Linked DNA regions of Gossypium hirsutum: region 1 is linked to region 2. Evidence: chromatin contacts called from public Hi-C data. All regions are on one chromosome and are shown on one strand. The core of a region is the stretch at or near the end of the contact, and the rest is flanking DNA. Distances in the headings are between cores, read along the strand shown.

Region 1 (6,715 bases), core at 1,173-3,672, 200 kb after region 2:
CAGTAATTGATTAATCATTAATCTTAGCATCACAACTTCATTTATATCTACATTCAGTATATCCGATAGAGAATAAAAGATAAAATATTATAACTGTTGATCTCAAGCCATTGAAGTTAGGCTATCAGTGAGTTAATTTTTTCTGACTTTTATTAGTTACATGACCTATTTTTTTTTCTTTTGCATTATTCTATAAATATAAAAATGGATTTAAAAATGCTAAATATTGTATTTATTAATTAAATTATATTCTACTAAAAATTCTATTGTACACATATACATACACATGTGAAAATAATGTATTTAAAAATAACATAATAAATAATAAAATATATGGTTTGAAATATTAAAATGAAAAAAAAATAAATTGTGAACATGTAAATACATCAAATTAAGAATATATTGTTTATTATTGTATTGTCATCAATCTTTAAGTTAATATCGAATTAACTTATGACACAAATTCAATTGAATATTATCAATATATACAATTGATAGGAGTAATAATAAAAGTAAAATTTTAGTTGAATGATAAAATTAGTTATTATTTTTTTAAAAAATAAAAATACAAAACTATTTCTGTGAGCATGTTATGGTAGATATTCTCATCTACCAAATTAAGTGACACTGTTTTAGAAGACAGAGAAATATAATTTCATTTATCTCACTTAGCAATCAATTATTTATGTTAATTCACTTAACTTACTATTGAGTTTGATTTTTTATTAACTTCTACCTTTCACCTCCTATAAAACAAACCAACTCATGGCTTTAAAATGTTAATTTCTGTTCTCGGTCTCTATAATTTTTATATTTTTGAAATTTAATCCTTCAAATTTATTTTTTATATTTGTTTGAATTGAAAATTAAATTTTAATTGATAACATTGTTATTGGATTTTCAATAAATATGAATAGTTGGTGTTTTAATTTTTAAAAAATTTGATTTAAAATTTAAAGTCCAATTTCTAACACATTTAAATTTAGCAAACATTAGTTACCATTGTTATCAATTGGATTTTAATTTTCAAATTTAACTAAATGCTTGAAATTAAAAGTGAATGGACTAAATTTCAAAAAATTCTAAAGAACATAGGGACTAGAGACAAAATTAAATCTTTAAAAATTTATGTTTCGAAATAAAATATATAATATGTAAATGGTAAGAATGAAATGCATATATTATGAACAAATTAGTTGAGATTCAATATAATATATAGAGTTAATTTCTCCAAACATCCCAAAACTATTACCCTCATTCTAAATTTATCCCTAAATTTCAAGTCATTCTAATTAATCCGTAAACTATCAAGATTATATCAACCAAGTCCTTTCGTTACTAAAATTATTAATTTAACTATTAAATAACATGTTAGATCTTATGTGACATAATTTAAAATGAAAAAGATTAAGAAAAATAAATATGGTAAAAAATATATTTTTAAAAAATATTAGTTTTGGGGTTTTCAAAGTTTTTACAGAAGATTTATCATTTATTCTTCCTTTTTTTAGTTTTACTTTTAAAAGTTATGCAATAACATTCTATTTCTTTAAAATTTTCCATTTTAAATTCAATTGCATAAGATTGGCCGTGTAATTTAATGGTTAAATTAATAGTTTTAATAATGAAAAGACTTAATTGGTATAACATTAATAGTTTAGGGATGTAATTAGAATATTTTAAAGTTTAAGATCAATTTAGAATGAAGGTCACAATTTAAGGATATCTGATGCAATTAACTCAAATACATAGTAGAAAAATACAAAAACATTGATTTATCAAATTCAAAAATATTTTAAGAATTGCAAACTCATTACTAAATAAGCATATAACAGAACCATTTAATTGAGAAATTGTTATGAATACTATATTTCTAAACAATTTACTACTCAATTTACATTATTTTTAAAATCCAAATTTTAAAAATTCTACTTCCCAAACACCACAAAAAGTTAAAACATATTTCAACAAACCCATTTATCATCTAAACTCTCGTTATAAAATGGTTAAAAATGCTACAAGTTTTTTTACTTTTTTTTGTAAATTTAAAATTTAATCCCTCAATTTTTATTTCACTAAATTTAATTATAGATTTTATAGATTTTAAAATTTATGTCCAATTGTTAACTTCACCTTAAAATTATTCTTTCAAATTTATTTTACAATTAAAAAAACATTTTAATAATTTAATAGAAAAACTTTGAGGATGTTAATAATTAGATTTGTATTTTTAAATTTAAAAAATAAAATGGCTAAGTTCTTTAAAATAAAAATGAGAGGACTAAATTTCAAATATAAAAAATAAAAAAGTATAGGGAATTAAAGAAGTTTTTTTTTTTTAAGATTACTTAGTTAAACTTACAAATTGTTTACTAGTCAAATAATAATATAAAATAAATATTTAAGGGAAAAAAAAAGGAGATGGAAGCGCGGAGTAATCCGGCCGACAAACTGGCGTAAGCTAAGCTGAAGTTAGCGATTAATTTCAAACATTAATAATAATAATTATTAATATTATAAACCTTTGAAATTAAATAAAACTGGAACTAACCAAAAATCACTTCCCTTTCCTATTCATCTTCCTCTTTCTTCTCATTTCATTCGGTTCCCAAAATGAGCTTTTGGGGTTAGGGTTTCTTTCCACTACAATCATGTCTATTTTTAAATCAAACCACTGATCACCATCCCTTTCAGACACAAACAAAAAACCCCAATCCCCCCCTCCCCACCACGAAAAATGTCAACATCAGCAGCAGCTTTCAGGCTGATCTGTCTCCTCCACTCGGTGATCGCCTTATCAAGCGGCGCACTCATGATGTTCTACATGAAAGAAATGTACACATTCACCCACGGGATCGAGACGGCCACCAAGCTCTTAGGATCCACTCCACACGATCAGCTCTTGATCCGGACCTCCGATTCCTTCGCGGGTCTGCTATTGTTCGCCGTGGGGTTCTTGCTTTTCATGGTCTCATTTGTTAAAGACAGAGAGTTCCAATCATTCTTCGCCAAAGGGTGCACGGTTTTGCATGTATCGGTGGCGATGTGGAGGTTCTGGTTCGAGAGAAGAGTAGAGGATTTGGCTTGGGATTGGCTTCGACAGACGGTTGGTGACATATTGTTGGCTTTTTCTTGGGTATTCTTTTTGGTTTACTCTTGGAGAGAAAAGTATGATTAGATTTCAATTTGTTTTTGTTTGCTGCTTGGGTAGTTATGGTGTATATTTTTGTGAAGTTGATAAATTTGGGTTGTTTTGATTCGAAATTCAGTGTAAGATGATTGGGTATGAATCAGAATTTGAAAAAGTGATTTATTTACACTTGATTGTTCAATCTTTCTTGCTATTTTTTTGTTATTAAAATGCTAATGATCTCGTGAAATGAAATTAGATAAAGTGTTTTTAGGTTAAAATTGGGTTCTCCTTGTACCTAACATACTGAAATATACTTCATTTAAGGATGAGATAAGCGATTCTGGTACTTCACTCTTGGTTACACATTAGACCATCCATTGCAAAATATATTGTAAGAAAATAAAGAGAGCTATAATCACAATTGCAATTATTATTTCTACCATTATTTTTTACTTTACCCAAAAAAAAAAATATGCAACTCACCACACATCCAGCAAAATATATGGTAAGCACAGACATTTTAAATGATATCAGATCACACTTCTTTTAACAGATCTGGTATTTGTGAATTTCCATTAAGGTTCTTTATTTTGGTTCTGCCCGGTGATGTTTTAAATTTTGGAATTTTATAAAATTTTATAGAAACATTAAAGAAATTATAAAAAAAATTGTAAAGAAATATAAAATTCGTAAAAAATTTATAAAAGTTATCATATTAAAAGAAGTATTTTATAATTTTTCTATAAATTTTTATCATTTTTCTCCACATTTCATGTTATGTTCATGATGGTTTTAATTGAAAAAATATATAAAATTTTACAATAATTTTTACGATTTTTAAAAGAAATTCTAATTTTTAATAATTTATAAATAATTTTACATTTTTATTAAAATTTAATGATTTTTATAACTTTTATTGATTTTTATTTTTTATAATTTTTTGTCACATTTCACGCCGTGGTTGTGGCACGGGGTGACTTTAACTGAAAAAAATTAAGGATAGTTAGTTTTAACGGTCAAAGGGTCTTTTTGATATATTTTGAAAATTTAAGTACCCAACTAAATGTAAAAAAAAAAAAGCAAGGGCTTAATTGTTTTTTTTTTTTTTAAGTTTGAGAGCCTTTTACATCCTTAAACCCTTTTTATTTTTATTATGGATACTTATTACCTCCATCAATTGTATATATGTATTAATAATGTTGTTGATTGAGAATTGAACACAATGAGATTTGACCAATTTAATCTAATTTTTTTTAATTTTAATATAATGCATATTTCATTTGTTATTATTATTAATTAGTAACAATTTTTTTGTTTCATTATTTATTAGATATTATTTTTAAACACGCATTTGTATTTTAAATTTATTGTTTCTACACACATACACATATAATAGTAAATTCTTAATACTTCAAATGTGTAAAAAGTAAAAATAAAAACTTTTTTCATTTTTTCCTTTCCTCTCTCTCTTTTTTTTTTCCTCCTTTCTTCTCTGATATATGTTATACATGTATAAATTATATTTTAAATATTAAAATAATTTCAAATTATTTTAAACAATTGATAAATATGTTTATTTAAGTAATAACATTTTAAAAACTTTTTTATCAAATAAACAATTTCATGCTTTACTAGTCTCATAGGTAACAATATAGTAACAATAAAACAATTTCAATTAATACAATAACATCAATGGCATTAATGAAATTTTAATCAATTGTTCAACTCATGTAGTTAATCAAATTACTAATATTGATAAATGAATAATGGTGTAAACATCAACAATAATAATATTCTCAGACATTGGAGATTATCCATACAATATAAACTCTTAAAGTTTCTCAAATTTAAGTAATGTTTATTATATTGTTATTTTTTTAAATGTTTATTTAATGTACTAACATTTTTAAAATGTTATCAATTTCAAAATATGTTGAACAATTGATAGAAATGTTTTTAAAATGTTATTACTTAAATATTTTATGTTATTAAATTTAGAATTAAACTTGAATAACATTTATAAAATATAAGTTAGGATAAGATAGAATATTAGAAATTGATACAACATAATAAATAAATAAAACTAACATGAATACATGAACCTGCAAAAGTCGGTAAACATTTATATTAAAAATTATCAACAAGGTCGTATGAATATTTTCACTAAATTCAATTATTACAACAAATTATGAAAAGTATATATAAAAATTAAAATGCAATGTAAAACATGTCAAATGAATGTCATCGTGTCCATTCTTAATAATTTTAGGGCGTGAAACAATAAATTAAGATTTTTTTTAAAAAAAATATAAAATATAATACAATAAAATAAATAAACTTAGAGTTTTTTTTTATCCCTACTTATATTGAATCGTCAATCAAAAAACTTAAAAGATTAATTTTTTTTTCATGTTAAAAGTAGGAAAAAATTTTTGAACCCCTTCCTGCCCTAAGCCCTAGGTGACCACACTCTCAAACTAACTCTAAGCCAGACTTAAATATGATATGAATATATAAAAACATCTAAAATAAATTAGTAATATATAAATTTTTAATACTTCAAATGTGCAAAAAGTAAAAATAAAAACACTTCATCATTTTTTTCCCTCCTCTTTTTCTTTCTCTTTTGTTTTCCTCTTTTATTATCTTATATATATAAAAGCTATATTTTAAATATTAGAATAATATACCAACATAACCCTCACATGTTTAAATATATAATGGTATATTTTTTCAAATAAATATAAAAAACAATATAATTATATACCGAATATAAAAAAAATACTTGAAGTGAATTCATTAAACCATAAAGCTTTTATAAATGAGGACAATTTTGATATTTTACCTTCAAATCATTTTTTATAAAAAGCGAAAAGCACTAGGATATTTTGTTTGAGTTGAATAGCCACAAAAATAAAAGTGGGCTATTTAACATTGTTTATGCATGGAATAATATGGATCGAAATCTATAGATATATACGTTCAGATGTTTACTGAAAAATAAACTATATTCAATGCAACACAGAAGATGAAGACAAATGTACTTCATTTTACACCGCGGCGTTTTTTTGGCCTACCTCATGCATTGGATCAACTGGGCCGAAAGCACCTTTGGGATTATCTAATATAGCAGATTTACATAAAAGTTTTAGAATATATATAATAAATATATATCGTCGAGTTACAGAGAGTGGGGGAGGGGGATTTTACTAAGAGCTGAAATGCAGCTGCAGCAAACAAAGGCCCGGAAAAAAACTTCCCAACATAAGTTCTCCCATGACCTTCAACCAATGTCTACAAATCGTCAAACACAAAGAAAAAAGGGAACTAACGGGAGAGGAATGGAGAAACCAAGTAGAAAAATGAAGATGTATCCAGAGTGTATGAGAAAACGACCAGATTGTAAAAATGAACAAAACGTGTGAATTAGACTCGGACTACATCCTGGAGGCAATCATAAAAGTGAGATATCTTAATCTTTTCCTTCCCTGAGTAGATTGCCTCTGCTGCTCCACCTTGCTCTCCTTGTGCTGCCATCTCAATCAACATATACAGCTTCTTGATAGGCATCTAAACAGAAAC
Region 2 (6,861 bases), core at 1,136-3,635:
TGGAATTGGAGCTGTAGGTGTGATAGGAGGCGGCGGAGCAGGTGGAGGATTATTCAACCGATTATTAGCAAAACTGTGAACAAAAGAAGCAGCAATTCAAGAGGCTAGCCTAAGAGTACAGATATGATAAAACAGTGGCGACGAGGATCAGAAGTTAGGGTGAGAGAAACATGAAATAGCATAAGAGAAAAACCTGATGGGAGTGAAGAGTGAAAAGGAACCATTAACTGGAATATCTCCTTCTAGCTTATTGTTTGAAAGATCCCTACATGGCATAATACAACATCCTGCACCATTTAAAATACTGTAAAGAAGATTTATTTCATCACATAAACAGATAACAACAAAAAAGTTAAAATCATATCATGAAAACATTTAAAATACTGTAAAGCGCTAAAGCTCCACTATAACTTGAAAGATTCAAAACAACAAACAGGGTTCAAGACGACATCAGACATGGATGAAGACAACGCATTGGTTAATTTAACCAAACTGGATATCAAGAATTAGAACGTAAAATTGTATCGAAAACTTTCGCATAAATTAGTTAGCGTGCAAGTATCTCTCCAGTCAAGCCAATTATAGCACCAAAGCTAATTGAAATTTAAAACAAACAGTCAACCTTATGCCACTGCTAAACCAATCCAATAGCTACTAAATTCATCTAATTTGAATCATATACATTAAATTTAACAATAATTCCATTTGCAAAGTTCAAAGTTCAAACAAGAAAATAAGAGGAAATAATCATGACGAACCTTCCGCATTTCCTGAAACTCTGAAAACCAAATCCAACACCAAAATCAACTGTAAACAAACGGAGATTAACCGCTCCATCATTCTAATTCCGACTATCAAAGAGCTAAATCTCACATATTGATCGTTAACCGAATCAAGTAGCAAAAAAAGGAAACTAAAGAAGAAATTAACAAACGATGAAATTCAAAAACACTCTCTCTGAACTAAAACAAAAAAAGAAGAAGGTTAGATTAAAAATTCCAGAAAGTTCTTGGCTTCACTCTCTCTAGTTATCGTCTAGAAAGTAATTACAGTATTTTTTCTTTTTACGCTCCGAGTATTATGAAAGAAAATAGAGAGAAAGAGAGGGAAAATTTAGTGTTTGGTAAGAGGGAAAACGAAAGAAAACAAAGGAAAAGGCAAGAAAATAAACTGGGACCAAATCGGCAGAAAAGAAAAGCAATGAAACAAGGAAGCAAATCGGATGAAGGTGGAAAACAGAAGAGAAACAAAGGGGATCGGGGGAGGGTAAAAGAGGGAGGGTTTGCTGAAGCGTCACCTAATCTGGGCAGAAGGGGGGGAATAGAAATCGGTGCTTTTCACCGATTAGGAAAGTAACGGAATCCACGCGTATTAGCAATACGCTGAACCAAACGACGGATTAGAGTGGTATTAGGTGGGGCCCACCGATTAGAGGTGTATTGGCATAGCCAATACACCAAACCAAACAAGCTGTAAGAGTCCTAGGATGAGTCCATTTTCTATTAAATAATTATTTTTATGCTCACCTAGTTAACATATGATTCTTGTGACTTTTCCCCTTTAAATATAAATCTAAGGGGTGCCAAAATATATACGAGACACCGAGAGGAAACTTTGTTGAAATTTAGTAAAAAATTATTGGAGGTGTTTTCCCTCAAACTCAAATAAATTATTGTTTTTAATTTCTATTGTTCTAAATTTGTAAGATTATAAATCTAATCTTTTTAAAAATTGTAATTTAAATTTGGAGATTGAATTTCAATTTTGGATCTCTACTCTTGAGGAAGTTCACTTACTCCTTTGAAACGTCACGATTTTTATCTTATGTTTAATTCTTTGAGTTAGAGACGCTGTTTAAACAATAAAGAGTTTGAAAATAACTGATAAAATTATTCAGTTGAAAGCTTCAAACATTTAAACTCCAATTAAATTGTTCGAGAAATACAGCACCTTCCTAGAGGCCAGTTTGCAATTAGAGGCCAATCTGCAATTTCAATCTCTACCAAAGGTCGGAATCATAAGTGCATTTATTATAGATATCATGAAAACAATCTTATTTTATGAAAAAGCTTATTTTAAAATTTCGTTGTTCCAACTCAAAAATTCTCCATACCAATTTTTCCAACATCAAGTAGTGGCATATACATTATCTTCAACCACCATTTGATTGCCCCTCAACAGTGGTGCAGGAAATGAAACCGGTCTCTCCATAAGAAGGTAGTTTTGGGCCCAGGATAATGATCCAAAGGAAAAGACCCAAAAACAAGCCCAAGTACAACAATTCAAGTAGAGTAAGGAAAAAACAAAATGGTCAAAATTCAAGCATGAGTACTAACATCCAAATATCCAAAGCTGATGGGGGATCTTTGCCCTGTAAAGAAACAATACAGACAAGGGGAGCTTTGAAGCAAGTCAAAAAGGGAACATGTACCTCCATAGGATCGATTTTTCATCCTTTCGGTGAAAAGTAGTTTTACAAGCAACATGGCAAGAACCCAACCCCCAAGACCCCTTCGAGCACTGTTTTGAATATTATTGATCAAACGGGAAGAATGGCTGATTTGGGGAACTGTATAAGGGTCGGGAACCCAGGATTCGCAAGGACCGTTAGAGATTTTGTGATGCTTCAAAATCCTTCAATCATGATCATTTATGAGATTAAGGTTCGCATGATTATGAATAAATTTTGTTTGATGCCTGGATTACTACCTATATTATTGGCCTTCAAGGTGGATTATACTATGCACCACAGAGCAGGAAATTTATGCCCTGGTGAAGTTATGTTCCTAAAATTCCACTTAGCTAATTTCTGTCATATATGCTATCCCTTAAGTTATATGGAGGAGTTTAAGTTTGGAAGAATTTGAAAATGAAAGCCTAATAACATCGATTGCCATGTCTAATGGGTGGTGAGTTTAAAGAATTTTTATCGAGTCTTAACAAAAAGAGCCCCAATTTGTATTAAAGAGTTCCATGAATGTTTGAATTTCTGTGAAATGAGGGGCATACATTATGTTCCAAAACGTTAAGGTCACCTTTCTCAGACCAAATCAGATCATAGGCCAATTCTTTTGGAATTAAGTAATAGAGCTAAAAAAAAAAAAACAGCAACCATTTAGATCTTTCTTACATAAATAATATAAAAAATAATTAATTTAGAAAATAGTATGGAAAATAGGTTAGTTATGAAAATAGGTATTTGTTACAGTGTTCCGCCGATGCCATCTAACATATTAGCGGTACCAAACTGAAATGTGATAAACTAAAATATTTAAGGACCTAATAAGAAAAATTCCCATTTAGATTGACTTTTGAAAAGGTGGCACCAAACTTTAAATAAGGTTAATTGCTTTGTAAACCATCCTTGTTTATTGTTTTCTTTTTATTCCCCTTCATCACAAAAAATAGAGGGGTCTATTACCAATTAGTCCAAAAAAATTACTAAAAAATATTTTTGTAAAAAAGTAAAATCCAACTAGAAATAAATTTTATTTATTTTTTAAAAAAATAATTTTTCTAAAGCTTTTATAATTATATTTATTATCAATTTGATTTACACATACGACATAAAATTATAATTATAAAAGTTTTAGAAAAATCTTATTATTTATAAATTATAATTATTAGTTAAATTTATAGTTTCCATATATAATGTGAGCAAAAGAAAACTACTATGTATAGCCGTTAACTGTTATGTCAGACATATTTTGAATAAAAAATTATTTTTTGAAAAATTAATAAAATTTATTTCCACTTGGAATCAACTTTTTTACAAAAATACTTTTTTAGTAGAAAAAACATTTTAGACTAATTGGTAAGAGACCTCTCTATTCTTTGTGTTCAAGGGGAATAAAAGAAAAAAATAAACAAGGAGGATTTATGAAGCAATTAACCCTATTTAAGATTTGGTGCTGCCACCCACTCTTAAAGCTTTCTTTCAGTAGCCAAACTAAATGGGAAATTTACATATCAACTTCCTGAATATTTTAATTTATTACATTTCAGTCTGGTGTTGACACTATATCAAACGACACCGACAAAATATTATAGTAAATACTTATTTTCGTAATTAATCTGTTTTCCATACTATTTTAGTAATTAATTATTTTTTATATTATTTATGTAAAAAAGCCACTATTTAGGTTTCAAAAGATTTGGTTAAATACCTTGACTTTGATCATACTCATAAATGTTTGGGATGAATATGAGACTATTAATTTTTTTTCAATGATGGAACTATACAACTTTTGGTTGTGTTCCTTAAAAAGAAGATATTTGATTACAAGATTTAAAGGTATTAAGAGAGAGCCATTAAATCCTAATTGAATGATTTCTTTATGAAATTACAAGAAAACCTCATTAAGAATACCAAGATATTCTCAAACGAGAGGAAGATATAGAGGCCATGAAATCCCAAGTGAACTAGTTCATCGAATGGGAAAGGAACACACCTTTTTTTCCATCTTACCATACTAAAATGAAGAAGTTTCAATAGGATTGAAGGGCTGAATAATGATAATGGAGAATTGAGAACATGTAAGGAAGGTGTCGAGAATTGTTGGTATTTTATTAGAAAAGAAAAATAAAATGAAGAAGAAAACTGAACTGAGACGTCAAGTAATTGAAATGGAAAAATGTGTGTTTTATTGAACTGAAGCTAGTTGTTTATATAGTAAACAAGTTAACAACTACTAACTAAAAATAGGCTAATAACAGAATCATAATCTTTAACAAAAATCTCTAAAAAATCTATTATAAATCAAAATTATGATTATATCTAAAAATAGCTAGATTATGATAACTAAAGCAAATCTTCAACACCCCTCCTTGCTTTGGTTGCTGCAAACACCAAGTGTTGTTCTCAAAACTTCAAATTTGCTTATCGGAAGCTGCTTGATAAAGATATCTACAACCTGCTCCTCTGTTTTGCAATGAACCAGTATAGCGTTACCTTCTTTTTGCACTTCCCTCGAAAAGAAAAGGTTAATGTTGAAATGCTTAGTCTTTCCATGAAATACTGGATTATAAGAAATTGCAATGGCAACTTGATTATCAATGAAAATCTTTGTGCTTTCCTTCTATTCAAGTTTAAGATCACTTAATAATTTTCTCAACCACAAAGCTTGATTAACAGCGGTTGCTGCAGCAACAAATCCTACTTCGGTAGTGGATTGAGTCATAGTTTCTTGCTTCTTCGAGCTCCATGAGAAGACACCATATCCAAAAGTAAAACAATAGCCTGATGTACTCCTCATGTCATCAATGGAACGTCCCCAATCACTATTAGAGAAGCTAACAAGCTTGGACTCCTTGTTTCTTGTGAATTTAACACCAAAATTACTCATGCCTTTGATATAACGAACTACTCTTTTGGCAGCCCTGAGATGCAATTCACTAGCACAATGCATAAATCGTGACAAAATACTTACAGCATTTAAAATATCAAGACATGTTGTTGTAAGATACATTAAGCAACCAATCAAACTTCTAAAATATCCTTCATCAAGTTTATCAGCTCCATCTTCTTTACACAACTTCTCCTTTTAATTCATAGGAGTGCTTACTTCCTTGCACTCTTCAAGCTTGAATTTCTTCAAGATTTCCTTAGCATACTTCTTCTGGCAGATGAATACTTCATGCTCAGCCTGTTTAATTTCCATTCTAAGAAAAAAAGAAATCAATCCAGATCTGTTATCTCAAAAACCTTCATCATCTCTTGCTTAAATTCCTCAAGCAACTGTGCATCATTTCCCATTAGCAAGAGATCATCAACATAAAGAGAGACTATCAAAATATCATTATTCTAACGTTTGACATAAAGAGTGGTCTCGGACAGATTTTTTTCAAAACCCAAGCTCAGCAAATGATCATCTATCTTACTGTACCAAGCTATTGGAGCTTGTTTCAGTCCATAAAGAGCCTTCTTGAGAAGAAACACCTTGTTTTCCTCTTTTTTCTTCACAAAACCTTCAGGTTGTTCAACGTATTTTTTTTTTTGCAAAATTCCATTTAAAAAGGTTGATTTTACATCAAGCTGATACACTCTCCAATTCATTTGAGCAGCTATAGCAAGTAAAAGTCTTATGGTGTCCAAACGAGCAACCGGTGCGAAGGTGTCTGAATAGTCCACGCCAAAAACTTATGTATAGCCTTTGACCACAAGTCTTGCTTTGTGCTCGTTGATTGAGCCATCAGCATTAAGCTTGGTTCTGTACACCCACTTGACTCCAATCACCTTCCTATCATGGGGTCGATCAACCAACTCCCATATTTTGTTTTTCTCAATCATGAGCAACTTCTCCTTCATTGCAACCACCCATTTTATGTCCTTCATTGCTGTAGCAAAATCTACAGGTTTACAAACAGCTATATTACATCTTGCATAAATGTCAGTGAGCAATCTAGTACCCCTTGTTGGAACATCATCCACCAACTCATTCAGTCAATTTTTATCTTTATCTGTGGTTAAAACATGAAATTTAAGCTTCAAATCTAATGTGCTTTGGCCACTTTTCTCATCCCAGTTCCACTCTTCATTTTCCTCGAAATGAACATTTTTGCTTATAACAGTTTTCCCAGACTGCGGTTGGAAAATTTTGTAAGCTTTTGCAACAGTGCTATAGCTAATAAAGACTCTTGGAAGTGCCTTTTTGTCTAACTTGTGTAACACCCCTATCCCGTGACCGTCGCCGGAATAGGTAAGGGGCATTACCGGGCTTGTAACTCATGTCAGAACTGTAAAATTTTGAACTTTTTCTTGAAATAAAGGTCATTCATTTAGATAAGTACTAAGCACGGCCAGGGATAAAATTTAAACTTCTCTAAGTAAACATTCAAAAGATGCCATTTTCGCATGGCTTA

Evidence for each region. Hi-C and Micro-C count contacts between places; a contact is called where the count stands out from the background.
Region 1: a contact with region 2 is called in a Hi-C map of leaf, with 8 times the contacts expected there. The contact joins the promoter of LOC107895351 here to the enhancer-like site in region 2. A contact is called at or near these places in 5 of 34 Hi-C or Micro-C datasets (leaf and petal).

What each region holds. Positions count from the first base shown.
Region 1 is chrA06:88,509,316-88,516,030 of Gossypium_hirsutum_v2.1, forward strand. It overlaps LOC107895351, which reads left to right and starts at 2,423. Exons shown (of 1, transcript XM_016820662.2): 1 at 2,423-3,317. The coding sequence starts at 2,738. The coding sequence ends at 3,178. LOC107895350 (vesicle-fusing ATPase) reads right to left here. Exons shown (of 21, transcript XM_016820661.2): 21 at 6,178-6,703. The coding sequence ends at 6,560.
Region 2 is chrA06:88,314,201-88,321,061 of Gossypium_hirsutum_v2.1, forward strand. No RefSeq gene overlaps it. Among protein-coding and RNA genes, the nearest start is that of LOC121231612, 32 kb to the right of the region's middle. Within about 2 kb of position 2,386, at least 5 of the 9 cell types and tissues checked have an H3K27ac peak or open chromatin away from gene starts, as enhancers often do.